Regions from separate parts of the Sus scrofa genome. Here region 2 is linked to region 1. The links are chromatin contacts, called in public Hi-C maps. All regions are on one chromosome and are shown on one strand. Each heading gives the region's core, a stretch centred on a gene start, on an enhancer-like site or on the middle of the called end of the contact. The rest is flanking DNA. Distances are from core to core; before and after follow the strand shown.

Evidence for each region. Hi-C and Micro-C count contacts between places; a contact is called where the count stands out from the background.
Region 2: a contact with region 1 is called in a Hi-C map of fetal liver, with 3 times the contacts expected there. The contact joins the promoter of NCEH1 here to the enhancer-like site in region 1. A contact is called at or near these places in 2 of 5 promoter capture datasets (fetal liver and liver), 30 of 47 Hi-C or Micro-C datasets (adipocytes, adipose tissue, alveolar macrophages and 16 more) and 2 of 2 datasets of contacts at active chromatin or transcription factors (alveolar macrophages and skeletal muscle).

The regions. Positions count from the first base shown.
Region 1 is chr13:111,155,900-111,162,028 of Sscrofa11.1, reverse strand. All of the region lies in intron 3 of NCEH1 (neutral cholesterol ester hydrolase 1), which reads left to right. Among named protein-coding and RNA genes, the nearest start is that of NCEH1, 48 kb to the left of the region's middle. Within about 2 kb of position 2,403, at least 1 of the 83 cell types and tissues checked has an H3K27ac peak or open chromatin away from gene starts, as enhancers often do. A contact at or near this core is called in fetal liver, where this site is marked.
Region 2 is chr13:111,204,840-111,210,968 of Sscrofa11.1, reverse strand. NCEH1 (neutral cholesterol ester hydrolase 1) reads left to right here and starts at 3,684. Exons shown (of 5, transcript NM_001243484.1): 1 at 3,684-3,943. The coding sequence starts at 3,806.

The DNA of each region.
Region 1 (6,129 bases), core at 1,154-3,653:
TTATGATCTGTAAGAAATATATATTTGGTCATTCAGATGACAAACTCTATTTTTTGCATATACTTGGTCTTTGTCCAAAGTCCTTGGCTCACAGCTCCCCCAAATCCTTGAAATTTCCTAAGTCTCCAGAGTGTTAAAAGTGCTTTTTGTTATGTAAATGAGGTGACTTTTAGAAGTGCCTAAGGATGGGGGGCTGATTGCCAGGAGAACCAACCCTGTGATTAGAGGGTTGGAACTTTTCTGCCTCCTGACCTCCAGGGAGGGGAGAGGGCTTGGAGGTTGAATCAGCCGCTAATGGCTAGTGATGAAGCCATCATGACTCTGTAATGAAGCCTGCACAAAACCCCGAAGGACAGGGTATGGAGAGCTTCCACTTGGTGAACATGTGTAGACTTGGGGAGAGTAGCACTGGAGCAGGCATTGACCGTCCATGCCTCTTCCCACATACCTTGCCCTCCACATCCCTTCCATCTGACTGTTCCTGAATTGTATCCTTTTATAACAGATCAGTAATGTAGTAAGTAAAATGTTTCCCTGAGTTCTGTGAACTGCTCTAGCAAATTAATTGAACCTGAGGAGGAGGTTGTGGGAAGCTCCGATTTCTAGCCAGGTGGTCAAAAGTACAGGTAACAACCTGGACTTGGGATTGGCACCCTGAGTTGGAGGGGATTGTTGGAAATTTAGCAATCTATAGCCAGTTAGTGAGAAGCAAGTGATAACCTGACCTTCGGACTGATATCTGAAGTTGAGGGGTCCTATAGTTTTGTAGGACTGAACCCTTAATCTGTGGAATCTGATGATATTTCTAGGTAGAGATTGTCAGAAATGAGTTGAAATATAGGACACCCAGCTGGTGTCTGGATCATTGCTTGCTGGAGGTTGGAATTTAGTCTCAGAACACCAAAAGAGCATTTAATTAGTATTTACAGAATGAGTAAATGAATGGAGAATCTTGTTTAATTCTCATATAAAATCGCCAATATAAATATTTTGATAATGGAGTTCCCGTAGTGGCTCAGTGGTTAGCAAATCTGACTAGGAACCATGAGGTTGCAGGTTCGATCCCTGGCCTCGCTCAGTGGGTTATGGATCTGGTATTGTCGTGAGCTGTGGTGTAGGTCACAGATGTGGCTCGGATCCCATGTTGCTGTGGCTGTGGAGTAGGCCAGCAGCTGTGGCTCTGATTGGACCCCTAGCCTGGGAACCTCCATATGCCATGGGTGCGGCCCTAAAAAAAAAAAAAAAAGACAAAAAAAAATTTTGATATTTTCCTCATAAATGAGGAAATTGAGAACCCAAAGGTTAAGTGAGCTGCCTGAGGTCACATGGCTAGTTAGTCACATAGATAGAGTGGGGAATTGAGCTAGGTGGAATTGCTCCCCAGTTCACTATGCCTCTTTGACTCAGTGTCAAACTAATATTGAGGGAAGCTAAGGATGCTGAGTGACAGGGTTATGGCAATATCACCCACTTTCCATGCCCCAAGCTTATCCAGCTGTCCCCTTCCCTCTGTGCTCCCATTCATAGCTCATCTTGTCCTTGCCCCTACTCCATATCTGAGACCTAAGAGAATTCTTGCTTCTCTTGGAAAGGCTGGCTCCTCTGACTCTGTGAACAGGACCTTTGGAATCAGAGTGGTGCTGGGGCTGCCTCCTCAGCAGATTTGGTTCTGGGAAGCTCTGGACAGCTCCCAGGCTGCCCTGAATCCTCAGCTGGGCCTCCCTGATCACTCAAGGGCCCTTGGTGCAATTTTGTAATGCAGGGACCTTCAAGCAAATGATTGTATCATCTGGCTAGGCAGTTGGCCAGAGGAAGGCAGGGGTTGTTTAAGTAGCTGAACCCCATTATGGAGCAAGGCTCTGTAGCTGGGTGCTGGTGAACCAGCCTCATGGCCTCTTCAGTGGTTTCCTGTGTAGCTCCAGCTCTTCCCAGGCCCAAGAAAAGGAGGCAGGGTAGACTTGCTTTATTGGCACCATGAGGATTCTCCACACAAACCTTATCCTCCAGGGCTAATCTAAGCAACTGACAACATGCTTAACTCTTCTTGCATGCCCTTCTCCACCTGTCAACACCTGTCTCCAGTTAAACAGGTGTTATTTTAAGTCTAGGCTTATCATAAAACAGGATTTCTTTTTTAAACAAAGTGTTTAATTAATTAATTAATTAATTTAGCCCTACCTGAGGCATGCAGAAGTTGTGGGGCCAGGGATCAAACCCTTGCCACAGCAGTGCCAACACCAGGTCCTTAACCTTCTGAGCCACCAGGAAACTCTAAAACAGGGTGTTTTTAAGGATATATTTTTAAAAGGGGCCTGCTTTTATCTTCACTCCCCACTGTGCAAATCTATTCACCGTAGCATCCAGTATATCAGCAGATTAGCATCATAGCAGTGGGCATGTACCATTACTCAAGGCTGTATAATCTCAGATAAGTCATTTAACCCCATGTGCAAAGGAAGGGTTAGGAATCCCTCCCTACTGGGAACAGAAATCATATCTTCTTTCCTTTGGGTCCCCAGCACCTGGGTATAAGGCTTGAACATGTGTGTTAAATAAGTATATTTTGAGTTGGGTTAATGACTTCAAAGAGTTGTTATGAGAATCATTTTGAACATTTGAGATAAAAGGGCTTCAGGTACTCTAAAGCACTAGACAAGTCTGGAGGATTAGTGCTCTAGACTATAGAATAGAAGAAAGGTCCAACTTACAAATTTGTTTATCATCTGTGTATTTGGAACTCACAGTACTTTTTTTTTTTGCAGAAATAATGATAAGGTGATTAGGATCCATCTGGGCCAGCCAGCCCACAAAGAGCTACATCACTCATGCTTTAGTTGAGGTACAGCCAATGTCATATAGTCATATAGTTTCTGCTCTCATGCAGTTTACAGTCCAGATGAGACAGCAAACCTTGAACAAGCAATGCTGAGTGTGACAGGTGATGTGAAGTAGAAAGGGTAGTAATAACAGAGGCATCTAATAGGTAAGAACTTACCTAGTTTGAAGGCTCAGAATTGAGGTTTGAATTGAACTCCTAAGAAAGAGCACAACCAAGTTAGACAGAGTGAGTTGGTCATGGATGTCCAAAAGGGTGTAATGAGAGGGCTTGGGAGGAAGGGAGGAGGCAGAGAGCACTAAGCTCTGCTCTCCCTTCTGAATGACTGGTAGTCAAAGCTATCTCAAGGGCCAGTTTTGAGAGTAGAAACAGAAGGGAATCCCCTTCCAGGCTTTATGCACAGATCTCATTGGACAAATGTAAAGGGAAACAAACATCCATTCACGACAATTCCACTTTTATGCAATTTTACTGTGTGTTCTTTTTTTTTTTTCTTTTTGTCTTTTTGTCTTTTTTCTAGGGCTCCACCCATGGCATATGGAGGTTCCCAGGCTAGGGGTCTAATCAGAGCTGTGGTCACTGGCCTATGCCAGAGCCACAGCAACACAGGATCCGAGCCGCGTCTGTGACCTATGCCACAGCTCACGGCAATGCCGGATCCTTAACCCACTGAGCAAGTCCAGGGATCGAACCCGCAACCTCATGGTTCCTAGTCAGATTCATTAACCACTGAACCATGACGGGAACTCCTGCTGTATGTTCTTTTAATGGAAAGGAAGCTTCTACCTGCTAGAGGAATGAATAGGTTCTTCCTCTGGGGTTGTCTCCCTCAAATAGCACAATACGAATGTAATTGTTGATTTGTTTCAGGTTACCCCTACTGAACCTGTGGGTTCTTTAAGACTGAGGAGAATATTAACCTTAAAAATGTTCATTAGGTGAATCTCCTGAGCTCTTCTTGGGAGATGGTGAAAAAGAAAAAAAAGAAAAAAAAAAAAAAAAAAAAGGCCGGAAAAGAAATGTTGATTTTTTCTCACTCCTGAATCAAATAGAAGTGTAATGTCATTTCAGAATATCACATATATCTTTCACCTAACTTCTGGCAATAATGAAGGAAAGTAAGAAATAAGGATAGATGATCCTGAGAGCCTTCAGGGAGGTTTGTGGATCCTTGGTTCTCCTGGAATTACCTCTCCTACAGCTGCTCCTCAGGCTTATCCTCAAGGTCAACAGGAGTGGGTAGTGGTCATGGCTTTGCGACATGTGGGGTGTAATATATATTATGTAATGTAATAATAGATTCTACATAACCACAGAGTCATATATAATCTGAGGAAGCTGGGTGGGCAAAGGTTGGGCCAGTCCTGGTAATAGAGTCACTTCATGTGAAACAACATCAGGAGCTGTAACTCCTGAGTTCATGTCACTGGTGTTGACTCAAGATTCTGGGACAGATCCATTACCAACATCCAATAAGTAGACAAAGATGCAAGGTATAAAAATAGGCCGTAATTTCTCTTCAGCAGCTTCTGCAACATGATGAGACACTTAAATATTAATTGCACAATACATATTTGTTAAATATATGAAAGAATTCATTTTACAATACCCAAGATACATGGATATATCCTCATTTACATAATCTGGGAAGGTCGTTTATATTCATAAGCTTGTTTTCATAAACTTCAGTGCAGTTTAGCTCTTCTTTACCTGTAGTTTATACAAATATACTAGAACCATAAGACTTCAGGGAAAAGGAAGATTTAATTTATTTTTTTCAAAGATAAAATGCCAATGTACAGCATGGGAAATATAGTCAAAAATATTGTATTAACTATGTATGGTGACAATGGTAACTAAACTTATTGTGGTGATCATTTCATAATGTATACAAATGTTGAATCACTAGGTTGTGCACCTGAAACTAATATAATATTATATGGCAATTATACTTAAATTACAAAAAAATAAAATGCAAGGTAATTACAAAGGAAGCATGTTGGATATTATAAAATTCTACAAGGCACTTACGTTGCTTTTTTGTTTGAGAAAAATGGTTTCGAGTTGTGTTTTGCTTTTAATCAAGTCTTTACTGTACCCATAAACTCTCCATTTTGTGTAGATGGAGACTTGTTCCCATCCACCAAATGTCAGGTGACACTCTACACAGAGAACTTAAAACAGGACAGAGCTGTAAAGAAGATCATTGTTCACATAGATAGAATAGAAGCCAGAGCACACATTTCGGACTACTGCTAACAGAGTTATAAGCCTTGGGACTTCTATACCTCTGTCTTGTTCATCCATAAAATTAGATGAGTACAAGCTGACAAAATCACAGAGCTTCTAAGAGGCACCATACAACAAACATCTTAATAAACAGTTGTTCAAACAAGATACTCTGAAAAACCCAGGGCAACAGTGACCTAGCTATGACTTCCTCTGAGTCCTGAGTGCAGAAAGCCTCACACATCACCTGCCCTGGGAAGGGGGTAGACTGAATCCCTAAGGGTTCCCCTTCAAGAAAGGAAAGATTTATCTAAAACTTTCCTTTTACTCAGACAAATTCACCTTGTTAGCAAACCTAAAGGCCAGTGTCACAAATAATTTAATGCCATAGAAAGGTAGTATGTTTTAGTTTGTTCATGATCATTAAATAATGAATCTCCCCTTTGTAGACATATTAAGCTAATATTTTCTTAGCTTTTTTTTTTTTTCTATTAACATACAAAATCCTCTGGTTTCTCTTTTGCTGTTTAGGTCTTTTAGAATTTCATTGTGGGGGGATTGGAGGTGGCCAGAAATCCTGTGCTGCAATCCACAGTGAGGTAGGGAAATCTAGTTCCACCCACACCTGAGCCCAGAGCTCTATTGAGCTTCTGAACTCACACAGAAAAGTCAGAGGGACTAGGCACTGAGTCTCCTTGGGCTTCTGCAGCCACCTGAGGGAATGCTTGGCTCTCTATTCCACCTAGAGGATAAAGGCAAGGTTTGCGTCTAGAGTGAGGGGTGGGACTTGGGTTGGGGAGGAGCCATGAGGAGCTCCCTGCCCTGTATATGGAGACATCTCAGGAAGTCTCAACTTGTAAAAGAAGCATCAGAGAATCACACTGTTTAAATGGATCGCTATTCAAGGCTCAATCTCTCCTCGAATGTTGGTGACACATCTTGACATCTTTCAGTTCTTTTGAATGTACTTATCCAATCGGCCAAGCCTTGCTAAGTTTGGCTCTCCCTTCCTGAATGACTGGTAGTCAAAGTTATTTCCAGGGCCAGTTTTGAGAGTAGAAACA
Region 2 (6,129 bases), core at 2,435-4,934, 48 kb before region 1:
GAACCTGCATGTCTGCCACTTCAAAGACATCATCAATCCCATTGTACCACAGCAAGAACTCCTAGTTAGGAGATTTTAATAAAAACTAATTTAAGATAATTCTATATAAGTAGAGATGTCAATTACTTGACTTGAATTACAGCTTATTTCCTTAGAAGCAGAACATTCTACTGACTCCTTTCCTTTTTTACCCTTCGCAACCTATGAATATGTCTGATCTCCCCTATCTCTAAAATGTATTCTAAATTTGCTTCTTCTCTCTGTCCCATTATTACACTGCCCCTTCAGGGCCACAATCATCTCTAACCTGGATTACTGAAAGAGGCTCCTGTTCTCTACACTGTGGTTGTCCTACACTGTGCTTCTTTTCCAGTACAGATCAGATCCTTTTGTTCTCCTGCTGCAAAACCTCCAATGGCTTCCCACGCACCAGGATGTTCAAACTCCTTATCACAGCCCACACAGTCCTAGACAATCCACCCTCCTACACCCGTGCTATCTTTGTGACTGTGCCTGCAACACCACTCCTTACACAGGACCCTTGCCTGACCAGCAAACTCTGCTCTGTGACCACGTGACACCTCAGGACCTCTGTAATTGTTCCCTACCCTCTAGATTCCTGCATGGCTCTCTCCTTAGTCACTCAGTTCTCCTTTCCAATGGCAGCTCCTTAAGGAGGTCCTCTTCATCACCCAATTGAAAGCAGCAACCAGCCTCAGGGTGTCATACCACCTTGTTCTATTTTCTTCCCAGTCCTAACCACGTGGCAGTAGAGTTGAGTGTTAAAGCATATGAGCACAGAGGCCAGACTCAATAGGCTCAGGTCCAGCTACACCTCCCACTAGCTGGGTGCATTTCACCTCTGTTTTCAGAATAATAGAAGTACCTACTTTGTTGGAATTTCTGTAAAGACTAACTGGGTTAATACATTCAGAGTGTTCACCACAGAACCTGGCTTGTAGTAAGCGTTCTATGCATGTTAGTTATCCTTCATTTATTGTTAGGCTTTCCTTTCTGAACCTTCCTTACTCTCACCCCACCACCACCATCACCACTAGTCAGGTCAAATCAAGAGGAGCTGAGATCTCTCTACCTTGCCCCCACTCCTTTGTTTCTTAGTGTGGACCAGGTATGTTTGTTGAATTAGTAAAGTATTAGAAACAAGTGATAAAGGTGTTTAAATTTATCTCAAATTGTTTTGTTTTGTCTTTTTGCTTTTTCTAGGGCCGCTCCTGCGGCATATGGAGGTTCCCAGGCTAGGGGTCCTATCAGAGCTGTAGCCACCGGCCTACGCCAGAGCCACAGCAAAGCGAGATCTGAGCCGTGTCTGCAACCTACACCACAGCTCACGGCAATGCCGGATCCTTTAACCCACTGAGCAAGGCCAGGGATCTAACCCGCAACCTCATGGTTCCCAGTCAGATTCATTAACCACTGCGCCATGATGGGAACCCAATCAAGCTGGTTTCATTTTTAAAAGACTTGTAGATCTCCAGAAGAAGCACTGAAAATTATAGTGGTTTCTTTGTGTTTTTTCCTTCTTCTTAGTTTCTATGTCTTTGTGCACTGCTTAAGGGAAGCTGCATGGCACTTACTGGCAGAGATAAATATTGGTTCCATCACTTACAAACTAGAAGACCATGAACAAGCTGCTCTGGGCCTCAAAGGGCTCATCTGTAAACTGAGCTTGTTATTACTGGCTAAAGATATAAGGATAGGTCAGGTGTTGGGGGTTTTTTTGTTGTTTGTTTTGCCATCAGCTTTAAGATCAATGATTTTATGAATACAATAAAAATTCAGGATAAAAATATTAAAGTCTACAAAGTAAAACCTTGAATTATTTTACAGATTACCTGAAAGCAAATTGTATTAATCAATCCAGGTGTCAGCTTGGTTGATAGCTCTGAGATTGTCTATAGTCACCTGTAGAGGTTAGCTTCCAATTCTAACCACATACATTCACTCACAAACATATACGTCTCTTTCTCTTTAGAGTTATATGCTTAGCTAGTTATAAAAAAAAAGAGATATAAAATTATGATCTCAAATTGAATGCTTGAAACATCATTGAAGTATACCCTTCATGTAAATGTTTTCTTCCTGGGAGTTCCTATCGTGGCTCAGCGAAAACAAAACTGACTAGGATCCATGAGGATAATAGATTCTATCCCTGGCCTTGAGGATTAAGGATCCAGAGTTGCCGTGAGCTGTGATGTAGGTCACAGAGGCGGTGTTGCTGTGGCTGTGGTGTAAGCCAGAGGGTACAGCTCCGATTTGACTCCTAATCTGGGAACTTCCATATGCTATGGTGTGGCCTCAAAAGACAAAATAAAATTAATGTTTTCTGGAGTTCCCATCGTGGCTCAGTGGTTAACAAATCTGACTGGGAACCATGAGGTTGCGGGGTCGATCCCTGCCCTTGCTCAGTGGGTTAGGGATCTGGCATTGCTGTGAGCTGTGGTGTAGGTTGCAGACGTGACTCAGATCGCATGTTGCTGTGGCTCTGGTGTAGGCCGGTGGCTACAGCTCCGATTCGACCCCTAGCCTGGGAACCTCCATGTGCCGCAGGAGCGGCCCAAGAAATGGAAGAAAGACAATAAATAAATAAATAAAATAAAATTAATGTTTTCTTCCAAACTTTGAATGGTAAACCAACTTTCTCCCAATAATTTCTTCAGTCCCAAATTATTTCACTGATTTGAATTTAAATTTAAATTACTATATCACAGTGCAAAATTATAGGTACCAAGTGTTTTAAGGCCTTGATCAGTAAGTTTGGAGTTATTCTCTAACCACCTCCTTAAAACTGTTCTCCAGTTTTTTCCTTCTGGATCCTTACTTGTAATTCTGCTCATGAAGTTCTCTCACATTCTATATCCACCCTTCTCCCCTATCTTTAATAGGAAATCTGGATTCAAATTCTTTTTTGCTTCCATGGACCCACTGAAAGAATTTTTTCACATGTTATTTCCCCATTTATTTATATTAGTGTAGACTCCTGAATATTTATTGTATTCACTTATTATAATCTATTATTATTTATTTTGATGATAAAAATTGCCCCAGCTTTAGCCATTGGGAGATCCTTCAAGATGCCGCAAGTGTCCATTTGACTAGTTCCCATCTTTTTTTAGCACCTTCTCTTCCAGAACAACATATTCATCCTATACTTTCCCTGTCCCAGCCCTGTAATCAGCCTTTTCTCTGGCCAAGAGTCGTGATTCCTTCTATTAGAGAATAAGATCTGGAAACCAGGATTTGGGTGCTAGTTGTACAAGTGGCTTATAGCTTGAGCTATACAAATTTATTATATTATTTTCCCCCACAAATCAGCTAGAGTTTACATTCCCTTGAAAATGTTTGTAGAAGACAGTGAATTTTTATTATCTTTCTCATATCAGACTCCATTTTGAGTCAGAATGGCCTGCGTGCTTTGGACAGACATAAACTCATCACACCGAAACTATTCTGGGCATGTTTCCCTTTGGGAATCTTCAGGAAGAAATCCTTGGTCACAGGCGTGCAGTACCGGCCTATGTCCTCCAGAGTCCGCTGTGCTACACCCAGCACAGCCCCAGAGCTTTCTCAAACCTGCATCCTCTACAATACTTTGCAAGGACACCTCTTTGCGTAGAGGGGGCGCGTCAGCTCTCTGACTTCCTCCCGACGCCGCCTCTGATAGGCTTCTGGGCAAATAAGAAACCAGTGAATGAGCTGCAGGCCTTTAGAAAAACTTGCCTCAGGCCCTTGGGTGGATTGCCCTTTTCTCCTTGTCAGCCGGGCGGGATAGCCAAGCCGGTAGAGGATGAAGTCGTCTTGTGTCCTGCTTACCGCCCTGGTGGCGCTGGCCGCCTATTACGTCTATATCCCCCTGCCTAGCTCCGTGTCCGATCCCTGGAAGCTGAGGCTGCTGGACGCCGCTTTCCGGAGCGCACAGCAAGTGGTGAGACGCAGCACATCGCTGATTCTCTCTCCCTCCTCTTAAGCAGTATTTAAAGGGGGAAACAGAATTTCCAGACTTTGTCCCACGAGAATTTGTATTTTTCTAACGCGATGAGGCAGTTGCTTTTTAAGGTGGTTCAGGCCGGCATTTTCAGGGTGTCGCATTCCCCTCCTTGCTAGCAGCGGGCTGGATCTGTGTCTCTTCGTCTGTGTTGGGAACGGACAAGGTGAAGTTCTGGAATAGAATTTGACTCCTGTTTAATACTTCGTCTTTTCTAAATGTCTCCATTCTTTCTGGGTTTGCAGCGCCAAAAACCAGTTTTACAGCATTTTATAAACCACCCCTTCCCCATTTCTGTTCACCCGTAGGGGGCGGCGGACAGTGAGTTAAGTGTTTTATTAGGAAGGTTCTGGGAAAAACAGTCACTGGTTACTGGGAATGCGGCCACCTTAAAAGCCGACTTGGGCAAGGGCGATCTCCCAGCATCCTGGCAATGGAGCCCTCCATTACCAGGGGCAGCAGGCAAGGCTCCTCCAAACACTTGGGGAACAACACAGATCTAGCATTTCATGCGTGGCACTCATAAGCCCAGCCCAGGAAAGGAGGCTAAGAGGCCTGGCTGGCTGGCTGGAGGCCAGATTTGTGGAGGTGGTAGCAGCAGGTGTTTGCATAATGCATTTGTTTTCTGCCTACCCTGAAACGTTTAGTTTATGTCCTTGACTGTAGAGGAAATAACCTTTGCCTGAGCCAGGATACCTTGGCTTACCCTGGCATGATCACATTTCTCTCTACTATATCATGGGTGTGTATTTCTTTAACTCCATAGACAGGAAAATGTAACTTTCTGGTTTATTCTATGTCAGAGACATTGTTAGTGCCAGAAATCCAAACTCTAAACTACAATCTGTAGTCAAGGCTTAGCCCTATAATTGAACAGTATTTCTGAGCAGCCTACTCTATCTAAACTTTTAACCCTCCTCCAAAACCAAGTCTCCTCCCTTCCCCCAACCTTGGGCTTTGGTCTTAGATTATTTTTGTAAACTCCTTTCAAGAATGACAACTAGAGGAGTTCTCTTTGTGGCTCAGTGGTTAATGAATCTGATTAGGAACCATGAGGTTGTGGGTTGATCCCTGGCCTTGCTCAGTGGATTAAGGATCTGGCGTTGCCATGAGCTGTGGTGTAGGTCACAGATGCAGCTCAAATCCTGCTTTGCTGTGGCTGTGGCGTAGGCCGGCAGCTACAGCTCTGATTGGACCCCTATCCTGGGAACCTCCATATGCTGCGGGTTCGGCCCTAGAAAAGGTAAAAAGCCAAAAAAAAAAAAAAAAGGAAAAGAAAAGAATGACAACTAGAGAAGGAGAAAAAAAAAACATGATTTTCTTAGAGGGTTAATTTTCTTTTTCCACAATTATTCTAATTGTAGGATTATATAGTCTCTGAGGCCTTGACCAATCAAAGAGCCCCTTAACTAGGATATCATAGCACATTCCTAGGAGGACTTTGCTTTTCTTGAATCCAGCCACATTTTCCACTTCCAAGTCCCCTCTTGTCTCTTAGGAAGGGTCTATGAGGCTCTAGAGCCTCTTCCTTTCCTCCTTCTTACTATGATGTTAACATGGTGGAGGAATGACCATCCTCTTCTCTGGCAGTGATTCCAAGGAAAGCGATCTTCATGCAGGAAGCCCTACAATTACTCTCTTCTTCCAGAAATTATGTAACTGGTCAGTAACACCCTTTAAAGATTCTGGGGTACAGTTATATCTATCTGGGAGTCTTTGGCCTTCTACAATAAAAAGAATAATGACTAATAAGAATAAGAAAAAAAAGAAAAAGAAAAAGAATCAAACTACCATGTGGCCACAAAGATTATTCTTACTTTTATGGTCACCGAAGAAATCCCTATCATAATTTGGGAAAAGCCAGGTTTGGAAAAAAAGGCTTTCTTCCCCAGTGAAGCAGGTCTTTGGACTGGATGGCCCTCTGCAGAATGTGCCTTCAGCTGGCATTTGGAAATGATATTGTTTGTAATGCCAGGTCATAGAGATATAAGGTAACAGAGTGTCCTCACTTGACACTGTGGCTGGGGGGTGTGGTTGGGGATTGCACAGAAGTGGCTCTCATCAGTTGTCTTATGAATTGTAAAATGTCAGAAAGATCATTCACACCACAAGGAAGCATATTCCAC